2 separate regions of the Sus scrofa genome follow, and region 2 is linked to region 1. A link is a contact called in public HiChIP or PLAC-seq data. All regions are on one chromosome and are shown on one strand. Each heading gives the region's core, a stretch centred on a gene start, on an enhancer-like site or on the middle of the called end of the contact. The rest is flanking DNA. Distances are from core to core; before and after follow the strand shown.

The links. HiChIP or PLAC-seq counts read pairs in DNA pulled down with a chosen protein or histone mark.
Region 2: an H3K27ac HiChIP or PLAC-seq map of skeletal muscle shows a contact between it and region 1. The contact joins the promoter of ASB7 here to the promoter of ADAMTS17 in region 1. A contact is called at or near these places in 3 of 47 Hi-C or Micro-C datasets (embryonic fibroblasts and fibroblasts) and 1 of 2 datasets of contacts at active chromatin or transcription factors (skeletal muscle).

Annotation. Positions count from the first base shown.
Region 1 is chr1:139,013,004-139,019,714 of Sscrofa11.1, reverse strand. It overlaps ADAMTS17 (A disintegrin and metalloproteinase with thrombospondin motifs 17), which reads left to right and starts at 4,034. Exons shown (of 24, transcript XM_013993230.2): 1 at 4,034-4,413; 2 at 4,881-5,245. The coding sequence starts at 4,335.
Region 2 is chr1:139,188,920-139,195,630 of Sscrofa11.1, reverse strand. ASB7 (ankyrin repeat and SOCS box protein 7) reads right to left here and starts at 4,224. Exons shown (of 6, transcript XM_003121646.4): 1 at 3,633-4,224; 2 at 3,377-3,465. It overlaps LINS1 (protein Lines homolog 1), which reads left to right and starts at 4,393. Exons shown (of 7, transcript XM_013993232.2): 1 at 4,393-4,537.

The DNA.
Region 1 (6,711 bases), core at 2,785-5,284:
TGGGAAGGGGAAGAACCAAGATATTGGGAAAGGGTACAGCTAGAAATACCTTAGTAGTAGCCCTGATGGAACAAGTTAACAGCTAGACTGAAAAATCAATGTTCAAGAGTGTAGTGAATTTGGACTTGTTTGGCAATATCAGAACAAGGGACTTGTTGGGTGAGCAGGAATGGAGGGCAGCAGGAATTTCCAGACGGGGCCATTCCTGGAGTCAGGCAGGAATGGCCTTGTGTGGCCAGGGCACCCATGCGAACAGACCCTGCCAGAGCCCTGGAACCTGGGAGGGGCCTGCAGACCCCACGGGGAGAGGTTGGCAAGATTAACTCAGGGGAACAGGATACTGGCCAAGTCGCTGAATGTGGGGCTAGGATCCAGGCTCAACATGGAAAGAGCAAAAGATAAACCAGAAAAAATAGGCCTTTGCAGGAGGGAGGGAGCTGGGGCCAGCGTTTCACACCAATTCTGGTTCAGGAGGACAGAATTGATGCTGCACGCCCCCTGCTGGAAAGGATGTGCATCTCATTTGCTCCCAGGATGGAGGACTGTTTGCATCAAAAAGTGAACTTAGTCTCAAAGAGGTTGTCCTGTAGAATCCCGTGGTACCCTCTCTCCTCATCCCCTACCAACACCTAGTAATATTTAGGGCACCTGTTCCACCTACACACGGATCAGGTTTACACTTCAGTCTTGGCACCTGGGCTCATCAATTACTGGTTCAAGAAATCTCTGAGTGGGGAGGATTAAGGAAGGTCACATTTGGCCCAAGTGCCTGCAGTCCTCTTTGTGCTCTGCCCACTCTGTGTCTTTAGCCCTGTATTTCTGAGTTTCGCATTTGAACAGTGTGTCTCTTGGCAAAGTCTGTGCTCCTCTTGGGACTGTCTTGCTATCATTAACAGCAATAGTACTGGTCATGAGAATGGCAACCAGCATCCAAGCTTGGGCAGGGGCGGTGGATCAGAGAGAGGCCAAGAGAGGCAGCATCACTGACCTGCTGGGGGTTATTTCCACACAATGCAATCAGAAAAGATCGTGCCTGCCAGAGCGGAGCTGTTCACAAAAAACAGTGGACAAGCTGAAAAGTTGAAGAGATTTCTCATCCATGAGTGCAGCAAACAGTTTTAACCCCCAGACAAGGAAGAGGGGTTCCTTCATCTCAGACTCAGACTGCCACTGCCACCTGTAGGGCTTTCCTTTGCTTGTTTATCTTGCTTTTAATCCTCCCTGACCCCCAGCCCTTTCTCCTCCATCTGTAAGATGGGATTAATCCTCGCCCTTGCACAAAATGAAGACCAGGCAATTACTGTGTTAAGATGAAGTGTGATCATAGCAGATAATAATGATTTCCTCTTTTAAGCATTATTTCCTATTATGGGAAACTGTGCATAACATACAGTTTACCATTTTAGCCATTTTAAGCGTACAGTTCAGTGGCATTAAGTACATTCACCTTGTCATGTGATCATCATGAGCTTTCCATCTCCAGAGCTTTTTCGTCTTCTCCAGTGGAAACTTACACACTGATGCCTCACTCCCCCTCCCTCAGCCCCTAGTAACCACTATTCTCCCCTCTGTTTCTATAAATATGACCACTCTAGGTACCTCATATAATGGAATCATACAATATCTGTCTCTTTGTGACTGACTTATATTATTTAGTTTAATGTCTTCCTTCAGATATATACCTGGAAGTGTAATTGCTCGATCTTATGGTAGTTCCGCTAAAATTTTTTTTGGTGCATAGTGGCTGCACCAATTTAGATTCCCTCCAAAGGTGTTCAGGGTTTCCTTTCCACCACAGCCTTGCCCACACTTGTTTCCTCTTATCTGTTTGGTAACAGGACTCTTAACAGGTGTGGTAGGTGGTTCCTAACATAATCGTTTCCTAATTTGGGATGTAGTAAAAATCTTCTCTAAGCCAAGCATTTTTTGTGCAGAGGGCGGGGGGGGGGAATTGATAGTTGGTTTTGATTTGCATTTCCCTGGTGACTAGTGATCTTGAGAACCTTTCAGATACATGGTTTCCAAATATTTTCTCCCATTCCATAGGTAGCCTTTTCATTTTGTTGATAGTTTGCTTTGCTGTGCAGAAACTCTTAGATTTGATACAGACCCATTTGCTGATTTTTGCTTTGCTGCTTGTGCTTTTGTTGTCCTCCAAAAAATCACTGCCAAGACCAATGTTAAGGTGCTTTTCCCCTATGTATTCTTCTCTGAGTTTTACAGTTTCAAGTTTTACATTTGTCTTTGATCTATTCCAAGCTGACTTTTGTGAGTGGGGGTCAGAGAGGGTCCAATTTCATTTTTTTGGCATGTGGCTGTATACTTTTCCCACCGCCACTTACCAAAGAGACTATCCTTTATTCTTGAGCATTCTTGGCTCACTTGTCAAATATTACTTGACTAGATACATGTGGGTTTATTTTGGAGCTCTATTAGCCATTTATCTAATGGTGGTCATTCAGGTCTTGCTTTTTTTTTTTTTTTTTTCTTTCCCCTAAATAATTCAGAGTGGTGAACATTCTAGAATATTGCCAGTTCATTTGTGGTAGTTAGCCAGAAGTGGAACAGCAGAATTGTAGGGTGTGTACAGTATTGTTCTTCAAAGTGGCTATGCCAATTCGCACTCCCTCCCATGGGCAGGACAATGTCCTCTCCAATTCTTGATATTTCCAAGTGCTTCAGTTCGGACAGGCTGGAAGATGAAATGGTATCCTGCTCTTGCTTCAGTTTGCATGCCCTTGCGGACTACTGAGCATCAAGTAGACTCCTGATGGCAGAAGGAATTGTTCCCGCAAGGTAGTGGGGCTGCTACTCCTGGCTTTTAGTAACCAGCCTTTGAGGTGGCTCTTTGCCCAACAAATCTTCACCAAAAAGCTCTCCATGATTTCTTGTGCCACCAGAAGAGGCTGCTGAACCTTCAGTCAGCTGAGGCTGCTTTCAAGGGGAGGGGGAAAAAAACCCAAACTAGGCCATGAGCAAGCTGCATGAGGTTTCCAGGAACTAGGTGTCTGGTGGTGGGTGGCAGCCCCTGGAGCAGTGGAGGGTGCGGTGGACAGAGCAGAAAAGGATTCCACTAGCAGCACCCTAGGGGACACACAGACTAGCAAGTTTGCAGTAGTGAGAGTGATGGGCTTTACTGAGAATCAGTGACACAGCCCACTACCAGGGTTAATGAAATGTCAGGAAAGCTGAACAGTGCTCACTTCTGGATTCCTGTCGATAACATGTAACCCTGGGGTGCATTTTAGATTCTGAGAGGCCCTAAGCAGAGTCCAAGAGGAGTGCTGTTGCCCCTCTGCCTTGAAAAAACGGAAACAGGCAGGACAGGCAAGCAGGGAGGGGGAGGGGAAGAGACATGAGAATGGTTACACCTCAGTTAATTTTGTTTTGTTTTGTTTTTCTTCCAGAACTTGCTCAGTTATGAATGATTCATTCTGTTGCAGAAAGACTTGGGTTCAAGTTCAGTCTTTGCTACTTTGTGTCCCAGTTTCCTAACCTGTAAAACTGGGCTAATATTCCTTCCTACGTGCCATGGAGGGCTCTTGCCGTGGAGAGAACAGCCCCGTCCGCAAGCCAGGAGCCACATTCTAGCTCTTGCTGGGATACAAACCCACTGGCTAACTCAGCAAGCTCCTTATGCTCACTCTCGCCCCCTCAGTGTCTAAGTCTGTAAGAGTGTGTGATCTCGCCTGTGCCACCAGCTTCCGTGCAGATAAAGATGACAGGAGGTGTGAAGGATTTGCATAAACACCTCTCCCTTGGAAGTGGCTAGCCATCCCGTGCAAAGTTGCGCACCTAGAGCAAGAAAGTGCCCAGCTACAGACAACCCAAATTGGTTTTACTTTAGATGCAGAGAAAATATACTTTTATGGATGATATCTGTTGGCTAGGATTTCTGGACTGTCTTTTTGGGAAGCTGAGCAGCAGGGTTTGAGAGGGTTACAAAAATGGGGACAAACTTTGAAGACCAGTCAGGTGTCCTGGGTCCTCCTCAACAGCGCGGCTCCAGACGGCTCCCTTGCGCCACCTGGTGCCCCCTCCCCGCCACTGCCCAGAAACCACGTGTAAGAAAATTCTTACAACCTAACTACGCACCCTGGTTTAGACCCTTCTTAGCCAATAGAGAAGGGGGAGGCGGGGTAAAGCAAAGCGAGAGTCCTATCATCTCCAGCTTTCCGAGGAGAAGGCGGGGCTTGGGATTTACCACGTTGGGTTTGTCCGCAGCGCTAATTACTTTTTCCAAAGGCTGGAGGGCTTCACTCCGGCTGGCGCCGCCGCCTCGCGCGCTCCTGTTCCGCCGCGACCGTCAAGGGGGGCTGCTCCTCCCAAGTACCATGTGTGACGGCGCCCTGCTGCCTCCCCTTGTCCTGCCCTTGCTGCTGCTGCTGGTTTGGGGACTGGACTCGGGTGCAGGTAACGCTCCCTCTACTCCCGCCCCTTAGCTCGTGCTTCTCGCGGCCACCTTCCTTCTGCCCTCCCGAGGCATCTTGGCGGCCTCCGCCTGCCGGCGTGGCCGGGATCCGGCGGCCGACAGCTGACAGCTCCCGGGTCCAGGGGGCGCGGGCCGCGGCCGGAAGACTGGGCTCCAGGCGGCTCCCGGGCGGTCGCGCCGCCGCCAGTTCTCCGGACGCCGATGCGGCGGCCGTATTCCCGGAGGTGCTCGGGTAGCCCAGCCGGAGACCTTTCCAGGGTGGCGCGGGGTCTGGGGAGAGGCGCTGAGTGGCATGGAGGTGCCTGGGCGAGATAAGGAAAGAGAGCAACGGCTCGGGGCCGTGTTGTCTCTGGGCTGGCGCGGGATGCCCAGCGCTGGACCTCGCGCTCGGTGGGCGGGCGGCGGGGCGGCCGGGCCCCGGCGCGCTGACGCGTCTCCTCTCTTACAGCGGTCGGCGACGCGGCGGCCGACGTGGAGGTGGTGCTCCCGCGGCGGGTGCGCCCAGACGCCGTGCACCTGCCGCAGCTGCCTGGCGCCCCAGGGCCGCGAAGACGTCGGCGACCCCGCGCGCCCCCCGCCGCCCCGCGTGCCCGGCCTGGCGAGCGCGCCCTGCTGCTGCACCTGCCGGCCTTCGGGCGCGACCTGTACCTGCAGCTGCGTCGCGACCTCCGCTTTCTGTCCGGCGGTTTCGAGGTGGAGGAGGCTGGCGAAGCAGGGCGCCGTGGACGCCCCGCCGAACTGTGCTTCTACTCGGGCCGCGTGCTGGGCCACCCCGGCTCCCTCGTCTCGCTCAGCACTTGCGGCGGCGGCCTGGTACTGCCCGCACCCCCTTGGGGTCTGCCTGGCGATCCCTCGCAGAGTTGGGAAGGGGAATAGGGGGAACGGGGGCGGGGGAAGGCGTCTGGGATGGGGGTGGGGCCACCAGGGATGCTCTGCTGCTCGCGGGAGGGAACCCCTCCTACCTCTTCCCGCCCACCCTTTTTCTCCACCTCTTCCCTCCCCCACCTTCCGGAGGGTCTGTGAACGGAGGCTGCGGGAGGGGAAGGGTCTGATTATCCAGTGCCTTCCGATGGCTGCTAAGCCTCAGCAGTGTGCCTGGCCAGGACCCATGTGGTGTTGCTGGGAGGGAGATAAGCGTAGCTCGCCCAGGGAGCTCAGGTCTAGCAGAGATGAAAGCTGTCTAGCCACTAGACTTAGGCTGCACTTGGCCCGAGTGTGGACTGAACGTTATTTGCATCTGCACAGATGTTTGTGCGTGTCTTGGGGAACACCTATATATGTAGATCTCATCTATTCTTGAACATGGGCTTGGGGTCTTAAGCATTCACCTCTTTCTGTCATTTTGAATCTAACAGTCCACTAACTTGCTCTTCTTAGTTGAAAAGTGAGAACCAGGAGAGGGAGGTCTCCATTCTTCTTCCCCTTATACCACAAACAGGCATTTGTCTGGCACCCACCCTTAGCCAGGCCTGAGGGATGCTTACATTGGTGATGAGACCCTTTCTTTCCTGGACCCCAGATGCTCCCTTGGTGTGGCAGTACTCCCCCACCCCTTCTGCCTTGCTGCACTCTGAGGCACCTGTGACAGGGCTCTGAAGGGTAGAGGAAGCTCTTGTGCACCTCTGCCCTACCTGTGCTCACACCGGCTCACTTGGCGACACTGGTGCCCAGACAAACCCTTCTCATTGTGCCCCAGAGGAAGGCACACAGCTGGCAGATGTGCTGCATGCACCCTGCAAAGCCTGGGATGGGTTCAGAGCCTGTTTCTCTTATCTTCCAGGGAAAGTGATCTCTGATATCCTTTTGTGTCTGTATTTCCCTGACGCAAGAAATTGCTTCCCCCACCTCCGCCTTATCTTGCTCTGACATTTAGAGTTCCCTAGCTGTTACCCACATAGTATGTAACTAGTTGGTGTGAATCTGCAGCAAAGCAGAAAACCTGGGGGTCCAAGTCTTTATAGGAGATTTCTGCTCTTAGCAGTGTAAGGGAACCTGGGGCAGGGGGTGGGGGGGGGGGTGATTCCTAAGAATTGGCCTTTGCCAGTTCCCCTGTCAGGACTTTTTGAGTCCTGATCAGAATGTGATCTCTTTTTGCTGGGCTGGGAGAAATTGGCTTCTTCGGTTAAACAAGGAAAATGGGTTGCAGAGGGGGGCCTGGTGGCAGCTAGTATGGAACAGGGGCTGAGAATGTGGGCTGTGGGTGAGGAGGCTTAAGTAGGAGTGAGAAAGGCTCAGATCACCATAGGGCTCGGGTCAAGGCTGCCTCATGTTCTGGGAGG
Region 2 (6,711 bases), core at 2,975-5,474, 180 kb before region 1:
GAAGACTTCAGAATTATACATCTAAATGAGCTGCTTCCCCAATATATATCACTTTTATATAAGATTTTACTGGCCAATGTTGATAGCGTGTTTAAATTTTACGAATTCATCTTTTCTACTCTACATGGGGTCAAAAGAAAACAATCTAGGCCTCCAAGGTTTTATACTGTTGACCATATTAGAAACTATAAATTCAGGAATTAAAACATTGCCATCTAATTTCCATAGAGATGCCAAGTGAACCTCATTAAGTTAAAACAAAAGCTTCTTGCTTCACATAATTAAAAGAAATCTATATTCATAATGAATAAAAGTTATAAAACAAAATATATTTAAGACCTGTTTAAAATTATGTAAGTTTCACCAAACTTGCCCTATGTCCCCAGTTTCCTTTGGCACAAATGATTACTCATTAATGGCTTTTTGAATATTATTTCCACTAAAAGGCCACACTTTTTTTGATGAAGTGATTCAAATCTGAACTGTGCTCTCAGACTTCACACACACTAGAAACAAGATAACAGTTTGCTCCTGAGAAAAAGAAATAGGCATTTCTTTGCAGAATAAACAGAGATACAGGCTGGAAAGGAACTAAAATCAACTCCAAGGATACTGGCTCTGAGAAAACCAAAAACCCCAATAGCTCACAAGTCCTAAAAGGGACTCTGGATGCAGAAACAATACCAGGACCAAAGCGTGCCACCTGGATGAGGAGGCTGATGAGGTCTTCTTGTGTGACCAAGAGCCTGGGACCCAAAATAAGGTAAAACTGTCTTCTAATATCACTCAAGATAGCAGCACAGTGTTTATATTCCCAAACAAGTAAGGATGTTCACATTCTCTCCAAGGTACTGGGGCTCTGTACAACATAAAGATCTATTATCATGCAGAACTTGTCTGTAAGTCTCCTAAGCTCCAGCAGAAAGACCAACGATTTTCATGAAACATGGACAAGGCAAGAAAGGCAATTTTGTAATTCACTTACCCAGACCCAACTCAAAGCTTAAATCACAATAATTATAAATGATGAAGTCTTGCCAATCTTTCTCTTATTAACCCATGTCTGGCTTTACCATCTTAGCAGCCTCATATCAGTACCTAGAAAGTCTATGAGAAAGGAGATAAGCTTTCCACGTAGGGTGTACCTTCTGTTGAGAATGAACTGAAAGGCTTGAAGTCAAGTATTAGAAACTGCCTGACTTTAAACTCTTGGGGGATAGTACACACTTCTGTATTACCTAAGCTAAAAGTGAACAAGATAAAGATATTGTCTGTGTCATAATATAATTGTGAATGGCATCATTTTAGGTATGAAGAAAGTAAGTATTGGCCATAACATACTCAAAATACATCATTTCAACCAAAACTGGTGATTCTCCCAATGCGATTATAAACCTTACTTGGTTACCAAATAAATCAGGTGTTTTCTGATTTTTTTTTCTTTCAAAACCATGTGACTGATAATAGAATTACCACAAAGTTAGCTACCAGACTGAAAAAGATTAACTAACTGGCCATGTTGGTAAGAAAGTACTCATATATTTTAAACATTTGACATAATCTAGACCAAATACTCTCAATCATGCTAATATTAGGAGCAGATGTGGACAATTTACATACATTCCCTACTCTCAGAAAAACCATTAAAAGCTGAGAGGGTCAATGAAATACATTTAAGCAATGAAAATGAACTGATTGGAAACCAGAGGGAAGCAGTGTTTTCTCAGCACAGATGATAACACCTCTCAGAAAATGAAAACATGCTAAAGTTCAACTTAAAGCAGAAAAATATTTAACTGAAAAGACCTGAATAGAAAATACATAATTCCTTTTTACTTTAAAAACATACTTCCAGTATTTCAGCATTTTTTAAAAAGTTCCAAAGTAATCATTAGGCATTTCTCTGGTGATTCATATATTTCAATAATAAAAATCGCCTTCTGCCTAGCATTTACTGAAATGAAGTGGACCCTACATACACATGCAAAGGGTGCCCTAAATGTTCACCAGGAAACAGTCCTTGGTAGATTCTGATTCTAAATCCCATTTGGTAGCAGACACCCTCCTTTTGCTGTCCATTGCTGGGTTTCAAGAAGATACAAACCCTCAGGGCCCCTTAAAAGTATCTTTAGCTGTACCTTGACAATTAGAAGAATCAGGAAAGACATTAATTTCTTTTACTAGAAGGCAGAAAGTCCACCTGAACAGAGTAAGGCAAAGATTTCCTAACTTCTGCTATTTTAAGTACTTCTTTGTACCTAAAATTCCCTAAACAATCTGAGACATTAAAATAACTCTGAGATTAACAAGTCACTTTATACTCCTGTTATTGGATGCTAGAGAAGTTATTCACTTGGCTAATTTCTGAATTAACTCCTACATAATTTCCCTGATTATACCCCCTCTTCAGGATTTACATGAATGTCCTAAACTTACCTTTAGCTCATTTTCAAAGACAGCAACAAAATACAGCAGCAGAAATCTGATCACATGAATTAGATGCCTACATTTCAATCTAACCAATTCTCTGTAAGGATTTTGAAATGAGAAATCTTATGAAGAGTGCAAAAATAAAACCCTAGATTCTAAATACACCAAAACAGTCTTTGGTTTTTAAATTCCTGAGTGTCAAATGATTAACAAGATACTGCATAAAGTTTTATAAGTTCTAGGAAACCCAAAATATAACAAATACGGTTGATCTTTTTATAAGAATTTCAGAGCCCATCCACATCTGTCACAAGAAATACACAAAAGAGTTAATTATACATAAGTGCTTCAGAAGGGAGTATTGCTTTCGTACTATTCATACTACTTAGGTACACAGATTCATTTTTTCTAGAAAAAAAATTGGCATTATTTTCTGAAACTCTTAAGTTTCAAGTTATTACTGTATCTTCCTCTACCTAAACCTTCACCAGTTAGATAACTCAAAAGACTTTCTGGTAGAGGTAGAGAAAAGGTTATAGGAAAGTATACAGGGAAAGCAGAAAATTGTAGTTTAATTAAAAAGCAGAGTCATTCAGAATTAACAAGCAATTAACCAGGAATTGAGGAATTCCTATGAGAGTAAGAGGGGCAGGGAAACCACAAAAAGGTCTCAAAGTCTCTGAGCAGGGTACACGGTTCAGTGTACCGAAAGAAAATGCAAAACACGAAAACACTGTGCAGAGCAAAAGGGATAAAATACGTTCCTGGGAAAAAGAAGTTATTAAAATGTTAAAGATCAGGGCATAGGCAGTGTTTCTGGTTTTGCCTGGAAACTGGGGGCCAGGAAAGGGTTGCATTCCCAGGTAACCATCCCGAAAATAAAGCACTGCTTAATGAGGTAGGGGCCAAGAATAAACAATGGGGGAGGGGAGGAGTGGCTTATTACCTTTATGGAGGATGCTGGTCAGAGGCTCTCTGCTGCTTCTCTGGTGGTAGACCCTTCCTGCCCTCTCGCCTCCTCAAGCCAGCTCAAACCTGGAGATCAGAAAGCAGAAAGCTGTGCAGAGCCCCGGGGCGAGGAGGAGGGGGATCTGAGGAGGGGAGAGCAGAGGAAGAGAGTGGTAAAGGCAGGCAGGAAGAAGCAGGGATTCTCCTCCCTCCCAGGCCAGCCCCCTTCCCCTCCGGGAGGTAACTGACTTTACCTGTCTCCTCAGCTGCTGCTTCTCTTCCTCCTTTCAGCCTCCTCCACACTCACCAACTTCTCCATTGAAGAAACAGCCCAGGCAGGGCCGGACGCGGCTGTTCCTGGTCCTCCTCGGTGCCTCACGGCCCCAGTCCGGCCAGCATCCACACAGCCGAGCCGACCTGAGGCGGCGGTGCTGGCCGCCGGGCAGCCTCGGGGCAGGGGTGCAGGGAGGAAGTCCCGGCTCGGGTGGGGGGGCAGTCCCGGTCTGAAGGCTCAGAGCAGGGGGCTGCCGCGCTCCGGGCCGGAGGCTCCCAGCCACTGGGGGCACAGGAGGTCTCGGGGCAGCGAGGTCCCGGGTCATACAGGGTCCCAAGTGCCAGCCGCGGGGGCTCCAGGCAGGGGGCTTTCGGGATGCACTTTGCACTGGGCCACCCCCGCCCCCTCCCTCCAGCACTTTGGGGTCACTGGGATGGGACCAAGCCTTCAGCAGCCAATCAGCGGCCGCACTGGAGCCTGAGCCCGGAGCCGTAAACCAGGTCCGGAGTGGGTGGGGGTGGGGGGTGGGGACAACTTGGTTGGTTGGTTGCTTCCTTCTCTCCTCCTACCCCCAGCAGCCCCCACCCCTTGCCTGCCGTAAAGCCGCCTGCGCATTCGCGACAGTTAGGGGAGGCGTGCCGATTGGGGCTAGGACTCCTCTCGGATTGGCCTCACTCACTTCCCCTTCTGAGGCTTCCAATGCTCCGCCCCTGGCGGAGGGACTCCAGGCGGTTGCTAAGAAACGCGGTGCGCCGCACAGGGCCTCTGCGCATGCGGGAGAAGGCAACGCCGGGTTCTCTCCGCGAACTACGGTGGCCCGGAAGGGGCCGGTGCTCACGCGAATGGCGGTGCGGAGTCAGGGTGGCTCGAGCTGGTTCCCTGCAGGTAATTGGCAGCGGCCGCTAACTTTGGCGGCGCGGGAGGCGTGTGTGCGACCTACTGAGAGGCTGTCTCTGGGCTTAGGCTTAGGCTTAGAAAGGCGGCAGTCTCCAGGAGGCGAGGAGAGGGGAGCCTTGTCCCACCGCCCTCTTCAGCGCTTCTCAGACGCGGGTGCCGGGCCTTGGCAGGTCTTTCGGCCCCCGGGGCTCCGTTAGTTCCCAGGATGGCGTTCCTCGCCTGGCGAAGAAAGAGAGTCCTGTGGGCTGGCGGTGTCGCTTCAAGGGTTTGCCTGGAAGGGTGAAGTCCCTCAGGAATTCCTGTGGCTGAAAGGGAGAGAGGGGAAAATACGGGAGATGGCCATGTTTATTAAGTGCTTCTTTTCATTGAGCAGGTATTTACCGACCGGGCACTGTTGTAGCCGTTAGGGAGACCTCGGTGAACGAGGTAGATGCAATCACTCATCATCGTGGAGTTTTCACTTTACCAAGGGAGACTGACAAACACGAAACTATTTATCAGGTAGAGATAGGCTATGTAAAGGGAAGCGGAATGGGGTGGAGATTGGCTAAGATGTGATGGCTGTTTTGATAATAAAGGTCCCTGAGAATGTGGCATTTGAATAGTGATCTGAATGAGGAGATGCCAGCCATGCCAAGATCCGGGGTCGGGTGGGTTGGGGAGGATTTTGCAGGCGGAGACATCAAAAGTGCAAAACCTCTGATGCTAGAATAACTTTTGCTGTGGACAGAAACTGCAAGAAAGAGAACCAGGTAGTCCAGCATCATAGGAGGGATAATGGTTTGTGGTGAAGTTGGGGTTGATGGTGAAGCGGCGCGACAGTCTCCAGATCTTGTAGGACCTTGTAGCGGGTGGTAAGGTGGTAGAAAAATGATCATAACTCTATGTTTTGAAAAGATCACTGGCTGCTGGAGAAAGCTGTAGCTGAGAGTGGGGTTATAGAAAGACTGTTGTGATAGTCCAGGCAAGAGTTGACTTTGTTTTAAACTAAGTCACCCAATTCACCAGACCTTTGGCTACCATCAGTGTCCTCAAAGAAAGGCCTAATTATATAAAGGAGGTACTATTTCAACATATCAACTCCTTTTATGTAACTAAAATATACTAAGATGTTTTGTGGCAGGTGGCGGGGGAAGTCACTGAAAACACTTTAAAAAGGGCCCTGGTATTTTCTTTTTCATTATCATTCATTCATTATCATTCATTCACCAAGAACTCTCATTTTGGTGTCTTCTACATGAGCTGCCTGTTGGCTTAGGTGGGCAACCCCGGCTCAGTCCTGCCCAGGGAAGATCATAGTCAAATGTGGGGAAACCAAACTAGAAAGTAGTTACAGACAATGCAGTGAGACAAACACTGCAGTATAGGGTGAGAGAGCACTTGGCAGGGCCCTCTAATCCTGACTTGGATGTGTGGAAGGCTTCCCAGACTGGAGGTTTCCAAGTTGAAGGTTGAAAGAGTGGGAGGGGGAAAGGTTGAGTGTGATTTAGAAAGACTGAGCTAAGCAAAGCTTGGGGGTCCTACAGTGCAGGGTTTCTGAGGCCCTCAGAGGAAGCCTGGAGCTTAGTTTGTGAGGCATAGAGTTGAGAGGATCCCAAGGGTCAGACACTGAAGGGCCTGCTAAGTCATGTTCAGGGGGTTAGACTTTATCCTAATGAAAGTGGAGATGTTTGTAGGAAGGAGCTGGATTAGGGTGGACCAAGAAACAACCACTTAGCCAGGACTCTGTGGCAGTTGTCCTAGGAGGAAGTGGTATGCTGTAATAGTGATGGTGAGGATGGAGAGAAATAAGGTAAGGAAGGGTCTGGCGAGATAGTCAGGTTTCTTGCTTATAAGACAGGAGATACGGGTGCCATAAACTGAGAGCGCAGGTTTGAGAAGCCACAGAAAGAGTTGAGCTTCTACAGAAGATGCTGTGGAAATTCCAAGTGGCACCCTCCACTGACGTTTAGATACTTGACCATGGAGCCCAAAAGAGAGTGAAACTCAAACTGTGGGTTCTGGGGTTGTTAGCATGGAAATATTAATTAAAGACAGTGAGAGTCCATGAAGTTGCTCTAAGTAGAGAGAGGATATAGAGGGCTGAATCCTTCAAGGTCCTGACATTTAGGAGACTGTAGTTGGCTCTCTGTATTCATGGTATCCGTGCCCATGGATTCAAC